Linked DNA regions of Mus musculus: region 1 is linked to region 2. A link is a contact called in public Micro-C data. All regions are on one chromosome and are shown on one strand. Each heading gives the region's core, a stretch centred on a gene start, on an enhancer-like site or on the middle of the called end of the contact. The rest is flanking DNA. Distances are from core to core; before and after follow the strand shown. Region 1 holds the start of Foxd1 (forkhead box D1). Region 2 has its middle 4.7 kb from the start of Gm32351.

The links. A called contact is a pair of places that touch in the nucleus more often than the background predicts.
Region 1: a Micro-C map of embryonic stem cells shows a contact between it and region 2, with 6 times the contacts expected there. The contact joins the promoter of Foxd1 here to the enhancer-like site in region 2. A contact is called at or near these places in 4 of 39 promoter capture datasets (cranial neural crest, frontonasal cranial neural crest, hippocampal neurons and 1 more), 7 of 484 Hi-C or Micro-C datasets (cerebellar granule neurons, cerebellum, cerebral cortex and 2 more), 2 of 115 datasets of contacts at active chromatin or transcription factors (embryonic forebrain and embryonic midbrain) and 1 of 9 other capture datasets (embryonic tail).

What each region holds. Positions count from the first base shown.
Region 1 is chr13:98,350,572-98,355,505 of GRCm38.p6, reverse strand. It overlaps Foxd1 (forkhead box D1), which reads right to left and starts at 1,261. Exons shown (of 1, transcript NM_008242.2): 1 at 1-1,261. The coding sequence starts at 886.
Region 2 is chr13:94,705,152-94,709,950 of GRCm38.p6, reverse strand. No RefSeq gene overlaps it. Among named protein-coding and RNA genes, the nearest start is that of Gm32351, 4.7 kb to the right of the region's middle. Within about 2 kb of position 3,185, at least 6 of the 459 cell types and tissues checked have an H3K27ac peak or open chromatin away from gene starts, as enhancers often do. A contact at or near this core is called in embryonic stem cells, where this site is marked.

The DNA.
Region 1 (4,934 bases), core at 12-2,511, 3.6 Mb before region 2:
CGGCGGCAGCGAAGAGCGCGGAGGGCGGCGCGCAGGGTGGCAGCTGCAGGCCGTAGGCGCAGCCGTAGGCTCCGTAGCCGCAGGCGGGCGGTGGCGGCGGCGGCGGGAAAAGCGCGGCGCCCGGGTCCCCTGCGCCCGCCGCCGGCCCCGCACCGCGCAGCAGCAGCGCCTCGGCCGCCGCGTGGGGAGCGAGTAGCGGCTGGCGCTTGAAGCGCTTGCGGCGCCGCAGGAAGCTGCCGTTGTCGAACATATCTGCGGACTCCGGGTCGAGCGTCCAGTAGTTGCCCTTGCCCGGGTTGCCCGGTTCGCGCGGGATCTTGACGAAGCAGTCGTTGAGCGACAGGTTGTGACGGATGCTGTTCTGCCAAGCGGGGAACTTCTCCCGGTAGTAAGGGAAGCGGCTGCTGATGAACTCGCAGATCTCGCTGAGCGTCAGGCGCTTCTTGGGGCTCTGCAGGATGGCCATGGTGATGAGCGCGATGTACGAGTAGGGCGGCTTCACCAGCGGATTCTTAGCGCCCCCGCCCGTGCCCGCGCCCGTACCACCTCCCGCGCCGCCTCCCGCTCCGGCGCCGCTGCAGCCGCCCGACCCGGTCCCCGGGGCGGGCGCAGGACCCGGAGGCGCGGGGGACGCGGCGGGCCGGGAGGCCAGCAGCAGGTCATCGTCGTCCTCCTCCTCCAGGTCCTCGAGATCGTCCTCCCCGGCGTAAGAGCGCCTCCGCCGCTGGGCCGAGCTCGGCAACCGGGACCCGCCGCCGCCGCGGCCGCCGCCGCCCTCGTCGTCATCGTCCTCCTCCTCCTCGTCGTCCTCGCCCTCCCCCACCACGTCGATGTCTGTCTCCTCCGCGAGGCCGGAGGCATCGGACATCTCCGTGCTCAGGGTCATAGCTGGGGCGGCGCGGTGGCGCGGCGGCACATAGGGGCACCGGGCTCCCGGCTCCCTGGCCTCCCCAGGCCGATCCCGGAGCGGCGGACCCGGAGCGAGGACGCCACTCTGCGACGCGCGGCTGCAGGAGGTGGCTGGGGCCGCTCCGCTCCGCTACTTGGCGAGCAGGGCTGTGCGAGGTGTTTGCGCTCCCCGGCTCGGCGGGCACCGGGTGGCGGGCGCTCTAGACTTGACCTTTTCCACTGTGGTCCCTTTAGCCCGGTTAGTCCAGGAGGGGGTGGCTGGACCCTGGCGGGCCAGTCGGTGTCGGGCGCCCAGAAGGGCGCGGGAGGAGTGAGAATCTAGAAACGGAGCTCGGCAAGGCCAGGGCTGAGTCCAGAAGAGGGCGGACCTTGTCTGTGCTTATAGCAGAAGGGGGCCTGTCACATGGTGTGCACGTCAGAGCGCGGCCCAGGGAAGGAAAAGAAAGGCGAGGGAATCGGCGTGTAGGAAGAGAAAGTTCACCCGCAGGAGGGGCAGCAGCAAGAGTTGGAGACTGAAGCCCACTATTTCTTGCCAAGATATTGGCTATCCTGAATCCCACCCTAGCCAGCCGCGAGCCGACCCGAGAGCTACAGGAGTTCAAACCCCCAGCCTTATTCTCCCGGATTAGCCCTCAACCCTAATCTCAAGCGCTCCGGGGACGCTTCGATTGGACAACCCAGTGGCCTGTAGGAGTCATCCCACTGGGGACAACTGCTCTATGTGTGAGGTGCTCACTGGAATATTGAGCGAGGGAGTCTGGTAGGGTGTCCCAGCTCTCTGGACTGGGCCAGTCTCCGCCTGTGGAATCTGATGAAAAATCCCCCATTTTGAGCACGGTAATAATTGTTTATTGACCCTTTAACCCTTTCCCTTCGGTTCTTCTCCAAAGACGTTTGTTTTCCGCCATCTGTTAATAAAAATGCGGTTAGGCTGGCGTTTTGGTCATTTATCTGCAATTGAATGCCCTAGAGACTTGACAGCTAAACTAAGCCACTCTAATGAGAGCATCTCACAAATTCCATGGGAATAGAGCAAGCAATGGTTGAATGAGGAAAAGAAATAGAAAATTGTAATGAAAACCCAAACACACACAGAAATTACACATAGCAGCAACTCAAACACTGTTGAGATGTTAGGAAAAAGAGCGCTATACTTTTCAATAAAAGGTATTTCTAAAGGAGCATTTCACACTACTTTCTAAATACTGGAATTATTATAACTTACACACAGTGTTGTTCCGGAAGGATTGATAGTAGAAAGGACAGTAGCAAAGATGAACTTTGAGATCAATTTTTTATTTTGGAAAATACATTAAATGCTTTTTATACTCTTTTTTTTAAAAAAAAACCCGACTTTTAAATTTTAAATGCAGGATGCAACTCCACTCGATTCATTTTTCTTCCAAGTGGCAAGCTAATAGGGATGATTAAAGTATTATTCTGTTTTAAGGTCACCTGTGTTTACCACCAGCTAAATGTTTTGTTCTGGCTGGCGGGAAATCCGAATAATTGTGTAATCCGAATTCATTTTGATAGCCTAGCTTTCTGGATGTTTGCCTTTTCTGAGATGTTTCGATTTCAAATAGGGAACTTTGCCTTACCAGTTTAACTTTCTGGTTAAAATCGCCATTTGCCAAGAACTGAATAAAAATTCAATGGCTTTCTCTAGGAACAATCTCAAATGCTCTGTGTGTCATTGTATCAACCAAGTGTTTCTTACTTCCTGAAGTGACTTGTTCTAACTGGTATTCATCACAAAAATAAGCTGTTGCCCCATCTAATACTTCTTTTCAAATCAGATTTCGTTTTCTCCAATGGGTAACCACCAGTTCCACTTGTAAATGGTCTGTAAAGTCTACTAGAGATCTTTAAAAGATCTATGAGAATGCCTTGCGATCTGAACGCGTTGATTTTCATTGCCTCTCATTTGATGTATGACTGGACCATCTAATTATTGTAATGGGCTCTGATTAACCTGCGCCAACATTAATCAGGCAGCGAATGCTTTGTTGATGCAGACAGGCGTCCTAACCAAGGAGTCCACTTTTACATCAAAAGTTTAAGTTTTATTAGTGCTTGCCCGATATCTAAATAAACACTATGGTTTTCGCAGTGCTGAGGGCTGCTGCGTACAAACGTATTTGAAGATGGAATACAAGAAGAATTGTTCGCAGGTTATTAGTAACGTTAGAGGAAAATCTCTCTGCTCAAGATTTGCAATTTGTCTGTCCTAGAAGGGTCTGGGAGTTGAGAGCTTATGTTCCGTTTGCAATATCGCCCCCAAAGGGTTAAAGGGCTGTTTCCTGGAAATGTTTGGGGAAACGTGGTAAATTACCTTAAAGTCACTGGCGGGGGGCGAGGAATGTGGGGATTTGCTGGATTTGACAGACCACCTCAACACACTGGGATCAATGAAGGTACAGAACAGGTAACCAGAGATTTGAGTGAGCTTCACTAAAGCCATCTTTGGGCACTCCACCAGTTTTGTTTGCTTTAGTTAAGGTACCTATAGCCCCTTAGCTGTTCAGTCCAGAAATTTCCCAGCCTGGAAACCTTGCTGGGAATTCGTGCCTTGCTCATCCTCTTTCTGCCTTCCTGGTCCCTAGCTCTCAGAATCTCCTGACTCCCTGTCTTTTCTCCAAGGATGGAAAGTCCCCCATCCCATCCCATCCCATCCCATCCCATCCCATCCCATCCCATCCCATCCCATCCCCTCAAGCTAGTACAGGGGCCAGAAATCTTTCCCAGAGGTGGGCAGGACAGCCATTTGGAACCAAGAGCCATCCCCACTCCCATCCCCCACTCCTTGGCCTGAAAGCGCGCACCAAGAAAGCAGCTGGTGGTTATCCTTGCAATGTAGGAGCTCGGCAGAACTGCCCCCTGGTGGTAGTGTGGAGTCCTGCTGTCCCTTGGGTTGGCCTGGGCACCCGGTGCCACCGGTGCCACCGTGGTGGCTAGAAAATCCCCAGAGCAGAAAGTGTCTGGTAAGGCCCTAGATCTAGTAGTCTCCTCTGAGGGACAGGGACTGAGCCCGCACAACAGGCTTCTTCTCCTTGGGGTTCGAGTTAATCAGTTTTATTCTCACAGGCTGTTTGGGTCAGGGGCCTGAACCCCCCAGAGCTGAAGTCACAGGATTTGGCACCAGCTTTGGGAAGAAGGCTCTGCCTCAACTCCCTTCATCTTTGTCACAGGCCCAGAAAATTCCTTTGAGGAGAAACTTGGGTATGTAAACTCAGAAGACAAGAATCTAAATGTGCTGGCTGATTTTATGTCAACTTGATGTAAGCTAGAGACATTTTGGAAGAGGGAACCTCAGTTGAGAAATTGTCCCTACCAGATTGGCCTGTGGACACAGCCTATGACACATGTCTTCATTGATTGATGTGTGTGTTGTGGGGGTTGGGGGTGTGGTCCAGCGCACTGTGAGTGGTGCCATTAACTGAGCTGGTGGTCCTGGGTACTATAAGCAATCAGATAAGCGAGCTTGTTGAGCAAGCCAGGAAGCAGCACTCCTCCATGGCTTCTGCTTTTCTTTCTGCTGTGATTTCCTGCCTTCTGTGTCTGACTAAATTCATTCAGCATAATGTCTTTGAGTTTCATCATATGAGGTTTCATAGACAGGATGTTCTGAGGCTGAGAGATATTCCACGGTGCACATACACCCCATGTTCTGTCCACTCATTCATCTGCTGATGGATACTGGAGTTGGCTCTTCCCTTTCTGTCCATGCCTCTGCTCTGCACCTGGTAACACTCTGCATGTCGCAGACATCCAATGAACTTTGGGGCATATTCCATTCTCCACCTCCCTGTCATTCCTGAAATTCTCAGAGGAACCCCTCTGTGCCAACAGTGGACACTGCTGGCTTCTGCTTTATATACTAATGGAATGAATACTCACCTCTGTGGGTTTGAAAATTCAGCTTATTCAGTTTCGGGACCTGGAGACTCTTCACATCGTCTTCAGCAAAAGATAAGTTTAAGATTTCTCCAGATTCTTTTCCAGCAAATATCTGTGGACATTCG
Region 2 (4,799 bases), core at 1,936-4,435:
AGCCTGCCCTAACAGGGTCCCACAGCGCCTTCCTCGGCCGGGTTAGGGCTAGGAACACGCCTCTGGTCACCCCCACCCCAACCCCGGGATCCCATCCGTACCCCTACCACCACCCTGACCGAGGCCATTTTGCTGCAGGGAAGCGAATCTTGTCCCCTCCCAGTCCCCGGCTCCTACAGTCATCCATCACCACACCTCCTCACCGGGAACACCCGAAAGGGCAGAGCTTTCTGGGTTCCCTCTCATCCCATCACCGCCTCTTTTCCTTCCCTCTCTCTTAGTTCTCCGGGCCCTCATCAGACAAAAGAAAGGTTCTGGACACCCGGGTTCCCTAAACTGTGGTCTCTGGTGGGTGTCACCCAGCCCGCACCACTCTGGGCAGATGCAGCCCGTTAAGTGAACTGAGAAGAGCAGAACAGGGCTTATAAACTGCCGGAGTTCTCATTATTGAGGAGTTTCATAACTCTTTAATTCATTTTTAATGATGGCAATAAACATGGTAGTCATTTTGGAACAATAGCTAAAAATCATAGGGCCATTACTGTCCATTAAAACACTGTTTACAGTTCAGCGGGGGTTCACGTGCCCTGTAGTCAATCATATTAGCCCAAGGAGAGATTTATAGGTTGGAAGAACGGGTCTCTTTCTATTCTTTATATAACACAACACTTACTGAGCAAATTGTTTTTTTTTTTTCCTAAATTCACTTGGTTTTTTAATCGTGGGAATGGGGATTAAATAAGGAGGTGTTGCTGGCACCTCATTTCTATTTGATCAATAGATCATCAAGTACTGTAAGTGCCTTATTCACTATCAAATTAAATGAAAAATACTTTAACCCGTGTCCCTAGTGTCAGCAGATAAAGCTAATAATATTTTCTGTTATGTTTCCATTTAAGCTCTTAGGGCTCGGGAGAAGCCAGGTCTTGTGCTGTTTTCTCTCTTACACAGACCCACATACCTACATACGCAGGGTGTTGTCCCCAGCGCAAGAGTGTTTATTGTTTCTGGGAACCTGAGCCTTCTAATTCACACCAACCATTTTCCCATCTTACATGGATACACCTTGGAGCTTCAGAAGGAGATGGCAAAGCTTTAGGCCTCAGGAGCCAGAGGAGCTGCCTACTGGGGGGGGGGGGCTTCTATGAGACCGTTTGCCCTTTTGCTTTGATACCAGTTCTTGGTACAATAATAAATCTAAACGATAGGCCCAAAAGGGACGAATCTCTGATTTCCTAGATTTTTTTTCTATCCTAGATTAGATGTTATCTAATATTTTGCACACAGTCCCTCCCTGCCTTTGCAGCAACTAGCTACCACCCCTCCCCCCACTGCAGATTTAGAACTCTGTAACTATATAGCCTGTATTTTATAGAATACAGAATCCAAACGGTGTGTTTAGACATGATACTTCCTTTATATCATTCCATGGATTTCACAAAAATCATTTCCGTCTGTGTATATATTCTGGAAAGGGATTTCTTTTCTTTCAATAGCTGGGGTAACGTTGCAGTGGCCTGTCCAAAAAAAAAAAAAAAAAAAAAAAAACAATCGAACGATACTTGCGAAGTTTAATTGCTAACTTAGCAGCTCGGTCACACCTCCCAACCCATTAGATGATGAAATCTCACCTGGTTAGCGGGTACAGTACTGTGGCCTCAATGGCGAATGCCTGATTATACAGCCAAGCTGCTAATTTACCAAAGCCCCCAGCCAGGGAGGCTTGGACGGCCACCACTCACTGTATTCATGCGGTAGCTAAGAGAAGGAACCGTATTCCCTGAGCCGCTTTCCAGCTACCCGCAGAATGAGAAATGTAAAATTAGTGGAGATGTGTGCATGAAGGGAGCCGAGCAATTAGTAAGGCGCGGGCGCCCGCTGGCCCAGAGGGGGTCGGGGAGGGCGAGTAGGGAAACCAGGGCTCGAGGGCAAAGGGCTTCCTTCTTCGCAGCCAGCTGTCTGCAGGCCAGGTCCGCGGTAAGGTCAGCGTGCACATCTCAGCCCCTGGTGAAGCCGCGCCCGGTTAGGAACAATGCCTCTTACCAACCCTTTGCAAAGCCAGTCTGTGGGCGACTGGATACCCACCCGGGCACACACACACACACACACACACACACACACACACACACACACACACACTCATCTGCTTCTCTCCAGCTTGGCCCTGCAAAATCTCCTTAAGCATCCAGTTGTAGGAAACTCGGCCTGTGGCAGCATCACTACCAACAAGCCTCAAGGACAACCGTGGGTTATAGAAGGAAACCACTCTGCTTAGTGCCCTATTTTATTGTCCTATCTCCCCCAGTCCCCCACTTCCTAGCTTCCAGATAGCCACTCTTCTCGATGGCTGCAGGCTTGGCTTCTGAGTGCAGAGCAGTCTTGCAATCTGGGTCTCCCTCAGCGGGTGGGGATGCGCATAAACTGGATATTTACAACAGGAGTGTGCGCATGCACCTCTCTCTGCGAGGGCAGGTGTCTATGTACAGAGATTCTGTTAGCTGCATTGTGGAATTACATACATTCGTGTAGGCTCTAAAGCCACTTTGCAGCCGATTGTCGCTCTGAGATTGGATGAGCCTGGCTAGGGAGACAGCCTTTCTTCAGGGCTACCTTGACTACCTCTTCCTTTCCCGCTCCAGGTAGCAAACCCAACCCTGTCCCCTTCACATCCATCCTTAAAACCAGCCAAACAGTTCACAAACCCTTATTTATTTGTTTGTCTGTGGTTATCGCCTATGTTATTAATTGCACCGAGGCCTTCCTTGCTCTTTGAGAGAGCAGCGGTATAAATTGGCTCTAATAAATATTAGCCGCTAGATTAGGCGAGGTGAAGTTGGCACCGCGCTCTATTTTCGACCTGTAGCCTCTGCGAAGCCGCCAGTTCTGCGCCAGATTAGCCCCATCCATCCAGTGTCAATGGTTGTCTTGTTGAGAAAATCAGTGAGTAAACAGGGCTGACAGAGAGGGGGCCCAGCTGATTACTCATACAAATAGACTGCAAACTCCTCCCGGAGAAGCTGTTTCCAGAGATGGGTTTCTCGCATTGACAAGGCTGCTTCTCCCAGGATCCTCTGTCCTGCTGTTCCCACTTTGTCCTCCATCAATCACACAATTGTGTCCGGGATGTTTTATAGAGTCACTTAATATCCCTGCCTTCATCTCTATTCACTTAGAGAATCATCTGCCATCAGGGCTAAAGGCTTTCTGCAGGACAGGACTGGCGACACACCCTGGCAACAATAGCTCTGGTGGAAGCCGGACTGGTCGCCCTTTCTGATGCTAATAATACAGCCTGGATGTTCCAGTGCGTGGAGGTGGGGGGGGGGGGAGGCTGGGGGGAGGGCTTCTATTGAAATCCATGCTTGGCCCTTTTGTCCACCGTTTTAAATTATGTCTGGAATAGTCCATGATAGGGGTGTGGAGGCCACAATAAGTTTTCTTCTTAAATATTTTCTTTTCCCCTAAATGGTTTTGCAATCAAGATATTTGGTTCTGATTAAAGTCCTGCCTAAATCCATTTTACCTTCTTTTCCAGGAGGAGAAAGTATTTTTCTTACTCAACGGTATAACATTGTTTTGGTCTTTTTTTCACTTTCTTCTTCTTTTTCTTTCTTTCCTTCTTTTTTTTTTTTTTTTGAACCCTGTCCTCTCCCACCTCCTCAGCCTCCAACTGACATCTTCCATCCACACAGAGCAAGATTAACAGAAATTTAGTTTGGGGCCAACTGCACAGCATCTCTTAAGCATGGGTTTTCCACAACCAGGAGGCCAGCTGGGTACAAAATCACATTTTACGGGGGAATTTTAAAGACAGAAGAAAGAATTACAAGGTATCACTCTTTAAGTGGCTCATCTACAAATTAGATTGCTACACAATTAATCAGAAAGTTAATTAATGAGCAAGTTACTAATTAGGACATTTAAAACCAGTGTGTTTATGGAGCCTTGGTTTAAAAAAAAAAAAAGCTCCATAGTTAATTGGCCCACACACTGATCTCATAACTGTTAGTGGAGGTTAAAATACTACAGATGTACTATTTATTATGTATAAGTTCTAATTATGTCACCACTGTCTTCCATATCCCATAACTGACAGAATTTTACACTTAATTGGGAAGGGTGACATTCAGAAAACATAACCTGACTATATATGAAAACCAGTAGACACAGCTATAATAGTTCTGGGATTTATCTGCACTGAAATCTTTCCCTAGGTAGGAACGCCAGCAAAGGTGTTTAGGTTTGAGCACAGTCTCTAGGAGTTCAAACCTTCCGAAGCCCCTCCACCAACCTGGAGACCCCTAGAAAGTGTGGTTGGCTCTGGACATTTTGCTTAAGGCTGACACGGCATGGGGCAAAATAAGAAAATTGGGTCTCTGGAGGCTTCCTCTTTGTTAAGATAGAACAATGAACCAGCAAACCAAACCTTCGTTTTATAAAACTCACAGGTTTGATGCTACCATTTATATTAAAATGTGGACATCCGCTGTGAATCTCTAGAACATTTGCAAAGGGCAAATACCAAGTTAATTTCATTAAAAAGCAAAAAACCAAGGGCACATCCAGATGAATGAGAGTCCATTTATTGTATTTTCCACCAGGAAGTCCCCAAGGCATTCGCCCTTCTGAGTGGCTCGAAGCCCAGGCCACAGGAAGAGCTTTCTTCCCTTTAGAATGAAGAGGAGTTTAAAGCTGCTTCAGACTGGAGGGGTAGAACTCCAGCCTCTGCCTCCCTTTCTAACCAGGTCCTCTGTTGACTCTGCCCTAGCACAGCACCATCTTCCAAACTCCAGCAGTGA